2 separate regions of the Zea mays genome follow, and region 2 is linked to region 1. The links are chromatin contacts, called in public Hi-C maps. All regions are on one chromosome and are shown on one strand. Each heading gives the region's core, a stretch centred on a gene start, on an enhancer-like site or on the middle of the called end of the contact. The rest is flanking DNA. Distances are from core to core; before and after follow the strand shown.

The links. Hi-C and Micro-C count contacts between places; a contact is called where the count stands out from the background.
Region 2: a contact with region 1 is called in a Hi-C map of tassel, with 3 times the contacts expected there. The contact joins the enhancer-like site here to the promoter of LOC100383013 in region 1. A contact is called at or near these places in 2 of 25 Hi-C or Micro-C datasets (leaf and tassel).

What each region holds. Positions count from the first base shown.
Region 1 is chr9:137,673,717-137,679,364 of Zm-B73-REFERENCE-NAM-5.0, forward strand. LOC100383013 reads left to right here and starts at 2,415. Exons shown (of 11, transcript NM_001326593.1): 1 at 2,415-2,550; 2 at 3,195-3,347; 3 at 3,653-3,838; 4 at 3,908-4,019; 5 at 4,116-4,149; 6 at 5,167-5,201; 7 at 5,288-5,322; 8 at 5,402-5,554. The coding sequence starts at 3,277.
Region 2 is chr9:137,974,619-137,981,090 of Zm-B73-REFERENCE-NAM-5.0, forward strand. LOC103639174 (guanine nucleotide exchange factor SPIKE 1) reads right to left here. Exons shown (of 31, transcript XM_008661964.3): 26 at 6,249-6,422; 27 at 5,826-6,173; 28 at 5,418-5,747; 29 at 5,042-5,227; 30 at 3,984-4,958; 31 at 3,235-3,876. The coding sequence ends at 3,622. Among protein-coding and RNA genes, the nearest start is that of LOC103639174, 29 kb to the right of the region's middle. Within about 2 kb of position 1,328, at least 14 of the 20 cell types and tissues checked have an H3K27ac peak or open chromatin away from gene starts, as enhancers often do. A contact at or near this core is called in tassel, where this site is marked.

The DNA.
Region 1 (5,648 bases), core at 1,165-3,664:
TCCTAAACTTTTCCCTCTATATCACTTTTTTGTGTCACATCATCAACTTTTCATCCACTACTTTTTCATCTCCCGCAGCGATTCCCCCTAAATACTTCTCCTATACCCCACTACAACCATAAAATATTATTTCCCATAACTATTCATTATTCATTACAATTTTTTGTCAACTAACAAACAATAACGTAGACAGAAATCGAGCGTAGAGGGCTGCCAACCACTCCTCCAAATCTAGAGGACCACTATACGCCTCTCTTGAACTGTAGCGCAAAGGGGAGTGTTTAGTGTTTGCTGTTGCAGGGGAAGAGTGACGCCAAACGCGTACAGGCGTAGAGAGGGAAGCCGTCACGGGATGCATTGCAGGTAGTCTGACCACGAACTTTGGAGGGGTTTGAATACAGGAACTAAACATTAGATGTTTGAATGCTAGTTAGAATTACTAATATAATTTAATTACAAAATTAATATATATGAGGACATGCACAATCCACATAAATAAGTCGTATTTTAAAGGGTGCCAAAGGGTAAAGTGTAAAACACACGCACAAAACGTATTTTGATAAAGAAACGTCTCTAACACGATTCCACCTATACAACCCATATACATGACCTGTATCTTGACGACTTCTAGTAAATATGATACGAGACTTAGATGCATTTGGTGGTACCATAAGATAATATCTATTTTGTACATGCACTGAATACTAAACAACAAGACAACCCTAGTAAGTATAATTAATTTATGATTTATCTATACAATACTTTAGATTTAATAAATTCGTTTTAGCATGTGTGTAATTAGTTATGTTTTTAGTCTGTATTTAATAGTCATAACTAGCTTTCAAACATCTAACTAACTCCAACAAAACCTCTAAACAGTCTTCTAAATTTAGAGGACGTCGCTAGATCCTCTATATATAGAGTTTCTCTCTCTCCCACTCTATCCATTTTCATACTTTACACAATAGATTTAGTAAAACTAAAATCTGTATAATATATTTGAAAGTATGATAAACACGTATGTACAAAATTTAAAAGTAAAATATTCTTCAATATCGATATTTATGTATAAAGTATGAGATACAGAAAACGCTGATGAAGACGAAGAAGATATAAATGAGATAATATTTTAAGGCTAGTTTGAGAGCCACAAAACCGGAGGGGATTCGAGGGGCTAGTTTGGAAGCCACAAAAACGAAGAATGAGATTCTAGCCCCTCCAAATAAGAAGGGGATTTTAGTCCCTCCAATACCATCATTTTTTGTGGTTCCCAAACTAATCCTTAGAGGAGAATGTAAAAGATAGATATAGAGGATAAATTTAGAGAACATTAAGGGCATGTTTGGTTCGTTGTCTAACTTACCATATTTTACCTAACTTTTTTTGACTAATGTTAGTTCTTCAATTCGGACGACTAACCTTAGGGTTTGTTTGATTTGGCTTTTGGTTTTGACTTTTGGCCCCTAAAAGCTAAACCAAAGAGCTGGATCTAGGAAACAATTTTTTTTTCGAAAAGCCGACTTTCTCGCAGTGCAAAATTGAAAGCATCACTGGACGTGCTTTTAGTGACTTTTGGATGAAACAGTGAAAACATATATCGAAAAATCTTTTAACGGTTAGCCACTGGCCTTGAGTCAAAATCGAAAACACCACTTTCCCACAACCAAACAAACCAATTTAGACAAAGTGTGACACAGTTACCCACCAATCAAACAGCCCTAAAACAGCCCTGAGTCTCATATATGTCACGGCTCCCTTCCTTCCGTGCATGAATGCACCACGCTGACAAGATCTGTCCGTGACGCCGCTGGCCTGCTCCTTCTCCGCGACGCCGTCGTCGCGCGCGCCTTTCTCAGCGACACCGTCTTCTTGCTCCTCTTTCTCCACGACGCCGTCGACCGTCGTGCTGGTCCTCCTTCTCCATGGTGCCACTACGCTCGTCCGCCTCAACGGCGGCGGCTCACTGCTGCCTGCCTGCTTTTTGGGCTTCGTAGCCTCTCAACCAGCAATGGCGTGGCCGAGTTGAGTAGGTAGACTGTACTATTGCGTGTTTGTTTTTGAGGACGGCACTGGAATGTTACGCTGCCTCGGGAGGCATATGCGCCAACGTTGATTGAGCTTGGCGTTAATGAAGCGTGACGCAGAAGGAGAAAGGAGACGTTGGGAGGGAGTAGATGCCTTTTCTCATCGGGGTTGATTTTAAAGCACTGATGGAAATGTTCACCAGGTTAGTGTAAACCAAACAGTCCATGTGCCGCACGGAACGCCTCCCCGCCGACCGACGGGACCCCAGGCAGCACGGAGCACGGGCACACGGACACGAAAACGAAACACCACACCGTGTCAGTTCCCCCACTACATTCCTCCGCCATTTAAACGCGGGTTCCCCGTTTGTCCCTTTTCCTCGCGTCCACCACTCCACCTCCATCCATCACTGGAGCTCCCCAGAAAAAAAGGCACCAGGCAATTCCCGATTAGCATCTCGAATTCGCGATATGACCTGCGGCGGCGTCAGACCGGATGCGGGAAGCTAGTGTTCCATTCCATCTGGTGAGGGACTCGTCTGCTGCTATTTTTCTGTCCGTATTTCTGGGGGCTTTTCGTTGCGGTTTTCAGGTGGCTCTGCTTCGTCTCGCAGCATTGGGGCGGGTCGGCGAGCGGCTGCTGTCGCCTCTGTATCCGAGTCCTGTCGGCTGGATCTCGGGGGCTCTGGGTTCTAGATTTTGCATTCTGTTAGTTATTACTTGGTTGGATTTGGGGTTTGGATCCGGGAGTTTCGGTGGTGCCAAATAGGTTAGAGAGGGATTTGATACCGTTTAAGCAATGCGGCCGTTGCTAGATTTGGTAGATCTGAAGACGGACAGTTCGAATTTGGTTAAACTTTAAAAGTTGGACAACTCAATCGTTAGTTACTAATAATCTCTCTGTGTGTGTGATTTGGTATCCTGATGAAGGATGCTGGTGTGTATTGGTTTTGGTTTTGAGTTCAGTACCTCTCCCCTCTTCTGGATTGCGTATTCCCTCGGTTGATGTAGAAAATGACTGGTACAGATCTGACACTTGGAGCATATAGGGTTATACGTTCTGGTACGATTACCATCCGTGGTTTATCGTTTGTATTTTGACCGATTTGTTTTGAACATGTTTCCTTGTGCAGGTTCCTGAGGTTTATCTGTTCTTCGTATTGTTTGCAGGGCTTTGAAGTAGATAAGGAGCTGACTGTTTATATCAGTTCCAGTGTTGAAAGTGGCAACTATTAACGTGTGCATAAGCAAAATGGATAGGGAACTTGCTAGCGACATGGAGCTTGATTCTGTTGTCTTCCAAGTATCCTCGCCTGACAACAGGTTAACACTTGCTACTTGCTGGATTTATCAGTTGCATTTGTGCATCACTTGATCACTATTACTCAACCTCTGCGTTTAGGCCCCTGTTTGGAATGTAGTGCTTAGATTTTTTGAAACGGACCGGTCCCAACCCCAAGAAGAGGTTCCACACATCTTAAAAGTTTGAAGGAACTTTGCCTCGGTTTTTTCACTGCATCTAGTCGAGCACAGGAACTGCTTCTCTTTGGTGTAATGCTATGCTGTCATCTTTAAAAACTGGGTATAAAGCTTAACTCTACCCCTGTTGTGAAACCTTTCATGCACAGGTATGAAGCAATTGCTTGCAGTAAGGGAAAAACAGAACTGATAGCTTCTGGTCCTTTTGACCAGTTAGTTCTGCACCTGGAAGATGCCAAAACATTCCAATCTTGTTCATCAAGTGGTACTTTTAAACTGTTATTGGCTGGGGATGGAAAAGACTCTTCCTGGTTTACCAAATCCACCTTGCAGAGGTACTTGCAGCCATCCTATTTGCTTATGGTTATGTCAGCTGTAATGACTAAATTGAACTACTACACCAGATTTTTGCATATCATAAGTTCATTTGATACATCAAAATCGGTCAATGGAGTTTTAGACGAGATGTCACAGCTGGAGGAAACAAGAAAGTTTCATCAATCACTTTATGTTAAGGTATCACTTGTTTGCGTAAATAAAAGTTTCAGCTAAGTTCACTTTTAACACTTCACCGCACATGCCATTAATAATAGAGACACATTTGTTTCGCAGGAGCAACAGAATGTTATTAGTGGCGCTTTAACAGGTACTTTCATATAAGCATCTGGTTCTTCCATTGTTGTTTGTTATTTGAAGACCTTCAAAGTTGTATATAATGGATATGCATGCATTATATACTTTCCTGCCTGGCTGCCTTGTTATTGTAGTCCCTGTGATCCACTTCAGCTGCTTTAGGGTTATTTTACCATCTGTGTGTAATGTAGGTTGTGGGATCCAACTTTCATCTGTAATGTAATCATGCTCTTAGTTGACCTTTCGGTGAATCACATCGCTTTCTGGTTGATAATCTATTATAGACAATCAGTCCCACAAATATTGTACCCTTGATTTACTTGCTTATTATTATTGAAGAAATAGTTGTCAGCTGTATCTTCTGAGAATAACCCTTCCTTCCAACAGATGCTTGGACTTTAGTTGATAACCTGTAATTTCAATGTACTCATCTACGTTTCCATGGGTCTAACTCGTGCTTTTCTCATGTATTTTTTACTGGCAAAACTCATTATGCTCTAAAGGTAGCACTGTTGAAGTTTAACTACATTTTCTTTGAGAACATATCTGGTGCATATGATGCATATATTAAATCATCATCATACATCTCAGATCTAACGTCTCTAGTTGCCTGTTATATTTTACAAATAACACCTTCCACCACTCCACTCCACCACTTCAGATGGTGTTCTTTGCAAAATATACTGAGCAACTAGAAATGTTAGATTTAAGATGGATGCTGATGATTTAGTATATGCACCATGTGCACCAAGCTCTCATGTGCATCACGTATGTTCTCATTTTCTTTTCACCAAACATTGTATCAAGGCTCCGCTTGAACTTCCATACTTCACAAATTTGTGTATATATGCAAATGCACATAAAAACCATGAAATATGTAGACACAACTGCTAGTGCTTATGTGGTAGTTATTCCTGTTAATATCCAAACATGAAAGTCTGTTCATATTCCATGTGATATTAACATTCCTGAAACTCTTTCGACCTTATAATGGTAGACATTAGTTTAATATGACGTTCTGTTTCTTCAGGAGGTTTATTTGGTACTGGTGCCATAGCACAGCAGGTAATTTCTAGTGCTGCAAGGATTTAATATTACATGGTTTTACTCTTTCATGATTCACCTACTTAATTTTTAAACACCACTTTTAGGGAAATGATGGGCCAAATTCATCGGATACGACAAAGTAAAATTCCTTTCCTTTTCTCTGCTACTTTACTTTGCTACCTCATTTGGTTGACATTTGCGATGGTTAAATATGCTAGGAATGAATTGCTTCGAGCACTGGATTTGAGATTAACTGCACTGAAGGAAGAGATCTTGGTCGTATTGAACCGAGCAGTTGGATCCAATTTATCGGCAAGAGAAATATCTGATTTATCTGCTTTTGTTCAGCGATTTGGAACATCAGAGTTTTGGTATGTTAAAAAGCATGGTGCTCTGCATTTTATCTCATTTTGTACGATCAGAGAGTACAAATAATGCTAGTTGGCTACAAGTGTGCCTTCTAGT
Region 2 (6,472 bases), core at 78-2,577, 300 kb after region 1:
TAGAGTCGAAAAGAAGCGGAGAATTTGGGGATTGAGAGACTAAACTAGAACTAGACTAGAACTACTCCTAATTGTACATGAAATAAATGTGAAATAGAAGTGTTATTGATTCGATTGATAATTATAAATCGGCTGTATACCTCTCTATTTATAGAGGAGGGGGGCTGGACCCTTTACAAACTAATTTTCGAGCTAATTCCGCGAATCTAGCTAACAACCATAGCACAAAACTCGGAACCCTAATCTGTTCTGCGCACGCGCGGACCGTCCGGCCCCCAGGCGTGGAGCGTCCGGCCTCAGGACCGGACCGTCCGTAGCTTAATTTAGTGCCCAACATGCTTCAGCGCTAATCGATTACATCGGATAGATGAAATACGATTATGTGGATCGACACTTCGGCAGTGGCCCCACTAAGGGCTTGTTCGGTTAGCTCTCAATCCATGTGGATTGAGCGGGATTGGATGGGTTTGAATCCCAAACAAGTCAAACTTCTTCACAATTTTTCCAATCCCATCCAATCCATGTGTATTGGGAATAACCGAACAAGCCCTAACATGTACATCTCCATCTCTTATCTGTTTCTTTTTTTCTTCTACTTCAATTAAGCATGTGAGTTGTTGTTTGAAACGAACTCTCAATCAATCAAATATGCAATAATACTGATCACACACGTTATGTTTTTTTGTCTTTATACTTTGTAAATTAAAGTGTATCTAAAATCCGTGCTAAGTTCAACATCTCCGATCACATGGAGAGCTGGATTGGTGGTTTCGATAAAAATTGTCCATCGTGTGTACAAATACATCGTACTTGGAAGCGTGTTCAAGTTTCCAAAAACGTGGACAACCTTTTGCTCACGTGCACATTGCCGTACGTGTTGCACTTATTAATGGACATGCTGATGTGCAGGCAATGATGCCGATTAAGCTTGGAATTAGGGGGAAAGCAGCACGCGCCTACCTCTCGCACTGAAAAGTGGCCTACCATTCGCTGTGTTCTGATTAGCCGCGCTCTCGTTTTTTTTTCCCTCCCCTCAAAGCTTACCTCTGTCTGTCCTTCAAAGCGGCCTACCCTACGTACAGTTTCTACTACTACTAGGGAGGACGATGACCGCATCTGCTATCATCAATTTGCGCAAAGAAAAGACGCGCCGCTTTAAAGAACCAAAGAGCGCACAAAGCTGTTGCCGGCCGCTGCACTGCATGCCAAGTTCTGTTCTGTGTATAAAAGAGGTGGTGAGGCGGCGGGGTCGTGGAGGTACGGTCCTGATGAAACAACAGGATCAGATTTTGGCAGTTGGCGTAGACAAGCAGGACCGCGTAGGCTGCTATAGAACATGTGTCGGTCGGTCGGTACTACGGCGATCTCGGGCCATTGGCGCTCTGCACTGTGCAGTCTGTGCCGCCATGATTGTTGACCTGTGAGCATGCATGCATGCTGCTGCTGCTGCTGCCCTAGATCGACAACAGGAACAGGCAATGTCAATCTGGAGATGACCTAGCTATTTCAAATCCAACTTCCAAAGATGACCGGGATCAGATCAGACAACCCATCCTTAAACTACCCGAATAGCGGTGCACGAGCACGAGCACGATCATTGGGTCCACACACACTCTTGGGGATTTTTTCGCAAAGCGGCGACGAGGCGACTGCCCTGCCCGCCGAGCTCGCTCGCTCGCTCGCCGAAAGGGTTGGAGAGTGGAGCGGTCGCCAGCAACACCTCGCCGCTGCTTCCGCCTTTACATCACGTCGAGACTGCAGACTGCAAAGGCAAGGGGCACGCCGCACGGTGTGGGGCGCACGTACGTGCTGCGTCTGCGTGCCGGTGCCGAGGCTGCTTTTAAAGGAGAGCTGGCCGCAGAGAAATTCATCCGAGCTACAGCTAGGCCGAGAGATGCAGAGGGCCGGGCCTCCGCACCGGCGACCCGGGCCCCCTGCTCAGCTCCGATCGAGCTGCTGCTGCTCCACTCTGCCGAACGGCAGCGCGCGCCCTCTGGCTCTGCGTCTGCGGTCTGCCCCTCGGCACGGCACGGCACGGCAGTCGTCATCGTCAGTGTGATTCAGCTCCCATGTGCCCGCGCCCAGTCGCTGCCTGTCCTCGCGACGCGCGCATCCGGGGTGGCATGGCAATCATGAAAGTGAGATAGAAATGGGTGGATACCGGAGGATATTACTACTGCTGCCGCTCTGAGCCACGGTCACGGGGCACGGGAGCTGTCAAGGAAAGGCAGAGACGAGACGAGAGGGGTGTCGTGTTTTTTTTTACGTGCTCACTTTTGGGCGCTTTGAGGCAGGGAAAAAGCCAAAAAGCACGTCATGTGCGTGCGCGAAAGGGACCCTCTGGAATTCAGGATCCGATGAAGGTGGAACCGGAAGATGAACAGCAAGGGGAAGCATTCGCGCTGCGCCCACCTCACCTGCTCTAAAGCTCATCAGTTGCAAACAGCATGAGCTAGAGAGGTTTATCCTTCAAGAGTCTAGACTTCACTCGAGTGATTCAAGGCCTCCTCTTACCTAACTTTTCTGTACAATCCAAAGATCTACATAGCCTTCTTCCCTGCGGCAAGGTTAGGTTTAAGTTTTCATGGTCCATGGGTTACCTGAACCCGAAAAGTTTACAAGGATTACGAGAGAAAAGCCTAGCCCAAAAGTTTACAAAGGATTACGACGTTTTTTTAGACGTCGTGCGCCCTCACATCACATGCTGCCGGAGATGACTTCGTACTTTATAGGGAAGACTGAAGAGGGGAACCCTTGGCTTGTCTACAGCCGAAATGAGTTCGTAATTTTGTACCAGTACAGAGGCATTGCACTGTGAGTTAGAACCATGGATCTGTACTTGCCTGGAGACAAATGGTATTATGTTAATGTTCAGAGATATGTAGACAGTTCATAGCTATGCACTTGCATTACGAGGCCACGTTAAAGTGCACTGGTCATTTTTATTCCATTTTACTTTTATTGCGTTCATTTTGTGAGACCAATTTCTCATTGTTGCAATTAAACGTATTGCTTACGTTGCGCGTTTCAAATATAGGGTATTCAAGATGATGTAAAGTGTTGTGCGAAAGACAGATTTAGGAAGGAGGTAGGTCTAGGATGCTGCCCCCACCTCCCATGAGAATGCAGATCAAATTTAAGCGGGCTCCTTGAAATGTTCCAAATCTTGTTCAACCATGGAACATGAGCAATTTAAGGCGTCATTATACACTAGGAACAATAAACAAACTACAGTTATGGGAACGACTTCAATAACACAAGGCTTCAAATCGTGCATAAACAAATTGCGAGGATGCCCTCGACAGCAGCAAATTTCCTACAGGGAAAAAAATACATATCACCCAGAATAGGCACTATTGTATCACTACAGAACATTACATATAACTGTTGTAAAATGTCGGCTCGCTGTGATACAGTAGCAAACCGCAAAAAACATGGCACTCAGCATATAACTGGTGCATAACAGATAACACTAGGTTATACAAACTTTACACTCCAAAATCAGGAATCGGTGCAACTATACAACCAAAACTAATGGAAATATGGACATTTGGTGGGAACCTGCAACTGAAAGAATGAATCATTCACATGCTACCTAATTTCTGGCTTGTTACAGTTCTATCATAGCTCGGAGAGTATAGCAGGGATATAATGAGATAGCTCAGCGGTGAGTGACTGGAACCCATTGACAAGTTGGGTGTGGAATTCCTGGTCTTCTTCCCCTATCAATCTGAAATGCACACGGATTGCACGCTTGCAGACAGCCATGAATTCAAGCAATGCGGCGATGAGCTGCTGCAGTTCTTGGGATCTGAGCCTAGTTGCTGGCTCGCCAGATAAGAATGCAGTGCACACACTTAATACCCCACTGTTGACCTGCATGGTGATGTCAAAAGAATTGGCCAAAAGAAGCAAGAAAATGAGCAAACGGTAGTGACACTCATAAATCTTCCGAATTCTGCAAAAAGTAGATTCAGCCTCACCTGCACAGCCACACTTCCTTGGAGTATCCTTTGCAAGCTTTGAAGCCTTGGGAGTTGATCACCTTCAGAACTCCGTGGTTCTTCTAGTTCATTTCTCAATGCAGCTGTTCTTGTTTCGATCATTCCAATCGCATTCTCGACAGGAGAGAACTCCAGAGATTCAGATTTGGTGACTGGCAGACGGTTCACCAAAGCAGGAAAGGAACCCTCTGTCTGGAGCACAGTACGCCTCTTCCACTGGTCTTCTAGACCACCTTGTGTTTTTCCATTTTTTGTGAATGGTGTATCGAAAAGAAAACGGTCAAAAACACGTGCACGTACAGTACCAGTAGATAAAGAAAAAATCCTTTCCCTCCTGCTACCCAAGTCCTCATCCTCCATTACAGGATCAACAGCAGTGATCTGTAAATAGCAGACGCCAGGCTGCAACTCATCAGCATTGACTTGTCTAGAATCTGGAATTATATGTAAAGTGTGACTCCCATCCATTTTAACCTCATATATATGACTAAGCTTCTCCATAATATCACCAAGACGTACATCTCGTGGTTCTCTAAATACATACTCCTTTTTATTGAGCTTGCCGAAACGCTCACCATAGAAACCAACTCGGTAGTATGTGGCATCAATGAATGGTATAGGACTTGCCTCCTGTTCAAGAATTGACTCATAGATGTTTGTGAGTGATGTATGACATTTGGCCAGCTGTCCATAAGCCCTTCTGCTTTTATACACAGGAATTATGAGTTCCTGAATGCTTGCACAAAAATGATAAAGTTCAGCTTGTGTGAAGAGTTTATTGGCAAGTTGAAGATATTTAACCGCTGAGTCCACTGTTAATTTGGATGCACCATATCCCTCAACTTCAGCTGCAGATGCTTCTGCACTCACATCAGTGTTGACGATAGGGCAAATCTTGTGTAGCGAAGTAACATGCTCCTTGCTCCACACAGCATCATTCCTTCCAACAAGTGCCTGTAAGAAAGTCTCAGAGGTTATAACTTCATATATGTCAAGACTGCTGGAATAAAAGTTACTACAGGTGCAAAGATCACAACCTGCATGATCACGCCAGCTGCAGCAACTGCACATTGTGCTGCTTCAGCCCATGATTGCATCTCCTGGTGTGCATCACACAAATGCTGCAACCACATAATGTGAAGATCTGGAACGGGCGCATAGGCCATAGCTAGTTTATAGAAACCCTCAGCAGCTGCATACCTGTCTACAGTCACTACAGAATCCTACAAGAATTATTTGGATTTACATGTCGTCAGTTGTATAGGACTCAAATGAAGTGGCAGAGCCAAGCATATTACAATTACTGATGTGTTAATGTCTTAAATCTAATTCCCTATTGCAGATCACAAATTGCCATTTTCAGCGGACAAATAATCGATTGCACACTAGAATTCATTGGTGAACTTTGCTTACCAAGAGGGCGTGTTCCAGACCAGCATCAAGGGCCTGGACTAGACATTTAGAGAGATGTTTCACCTCTGCCCAAGACCACATATTATCAGAGGAACCATCAGGGGCCGCCTCCAATGCAGTAACAGGGAGGCCACAATCTTTCAACAGATCCTTGCTTCTTACATCAGCCATTTCCTCCAGTGATTTTCTAAGGCGCCGAGCTTCACCACTTTCTTCAAGAGAACCATCGGATTTCATTTGAGTCACTTGCACATCAGACAACAACTCTGACAAAGTAATTGTCAACATGACTCTCAACCTTGTAGTGTTCTTGAAATAGTTGAATGCGTTCTAGAACCACAAGGACATCTATATCAGTATCATTCAATTGAAGACCAGATAAAGCTAAAATTCAGTTAAGCAGCTTACCCTAACGAGAATCTGCAACCCAACAACAGCTCTTTTCCTAATAGAATCATTTCGAAAAACAGCAAGCCGCAAAAGATGAAAAGCAATTTGCTTCAAGAAGCGGTCATTCTCCCTTGCCATTAGTGTTGCACCATGAAGATTAAATATGTTGTAGACCACAGGAAGGAAAGCCTTCCAAAATGCCAAGGGTTGGCTCCTAGATAAAAGACCCATTACGATAGATGTTACACAATCTAGCTTCGCATAATCAGTAGTGATGCTTCTAGTGCCTGCAGCAGCTGAAAACTTCTCGGTTATTCTCAACACTTCGAGGCTCACAGCAGTACTGAGATTTTCTTCCCAAAGTTCCTGTAGGAATCGTTTCAGGTTAAAGAGAAACGTGTAACCTGCAACACCACATATGATAATATGTATAGAATATACCAATTTTTGTCTCAGTACTGGATGCAGAGACTCTCTCAATGCCCTGGCGGTTGACCCAATTCTTGAAGATTGTGCTTGAGCAAGTGCTTCCCTCAATGAATAGGGTTGATTAGGGGAACTTAATTGAGGGCTAACCCTGTTCCACATGTACCCATTTTCTGGTGTTCCCTGAGGCTACATTAAATAACAGGGATCATTATGAAAAGAACTAATATCAAACTGGC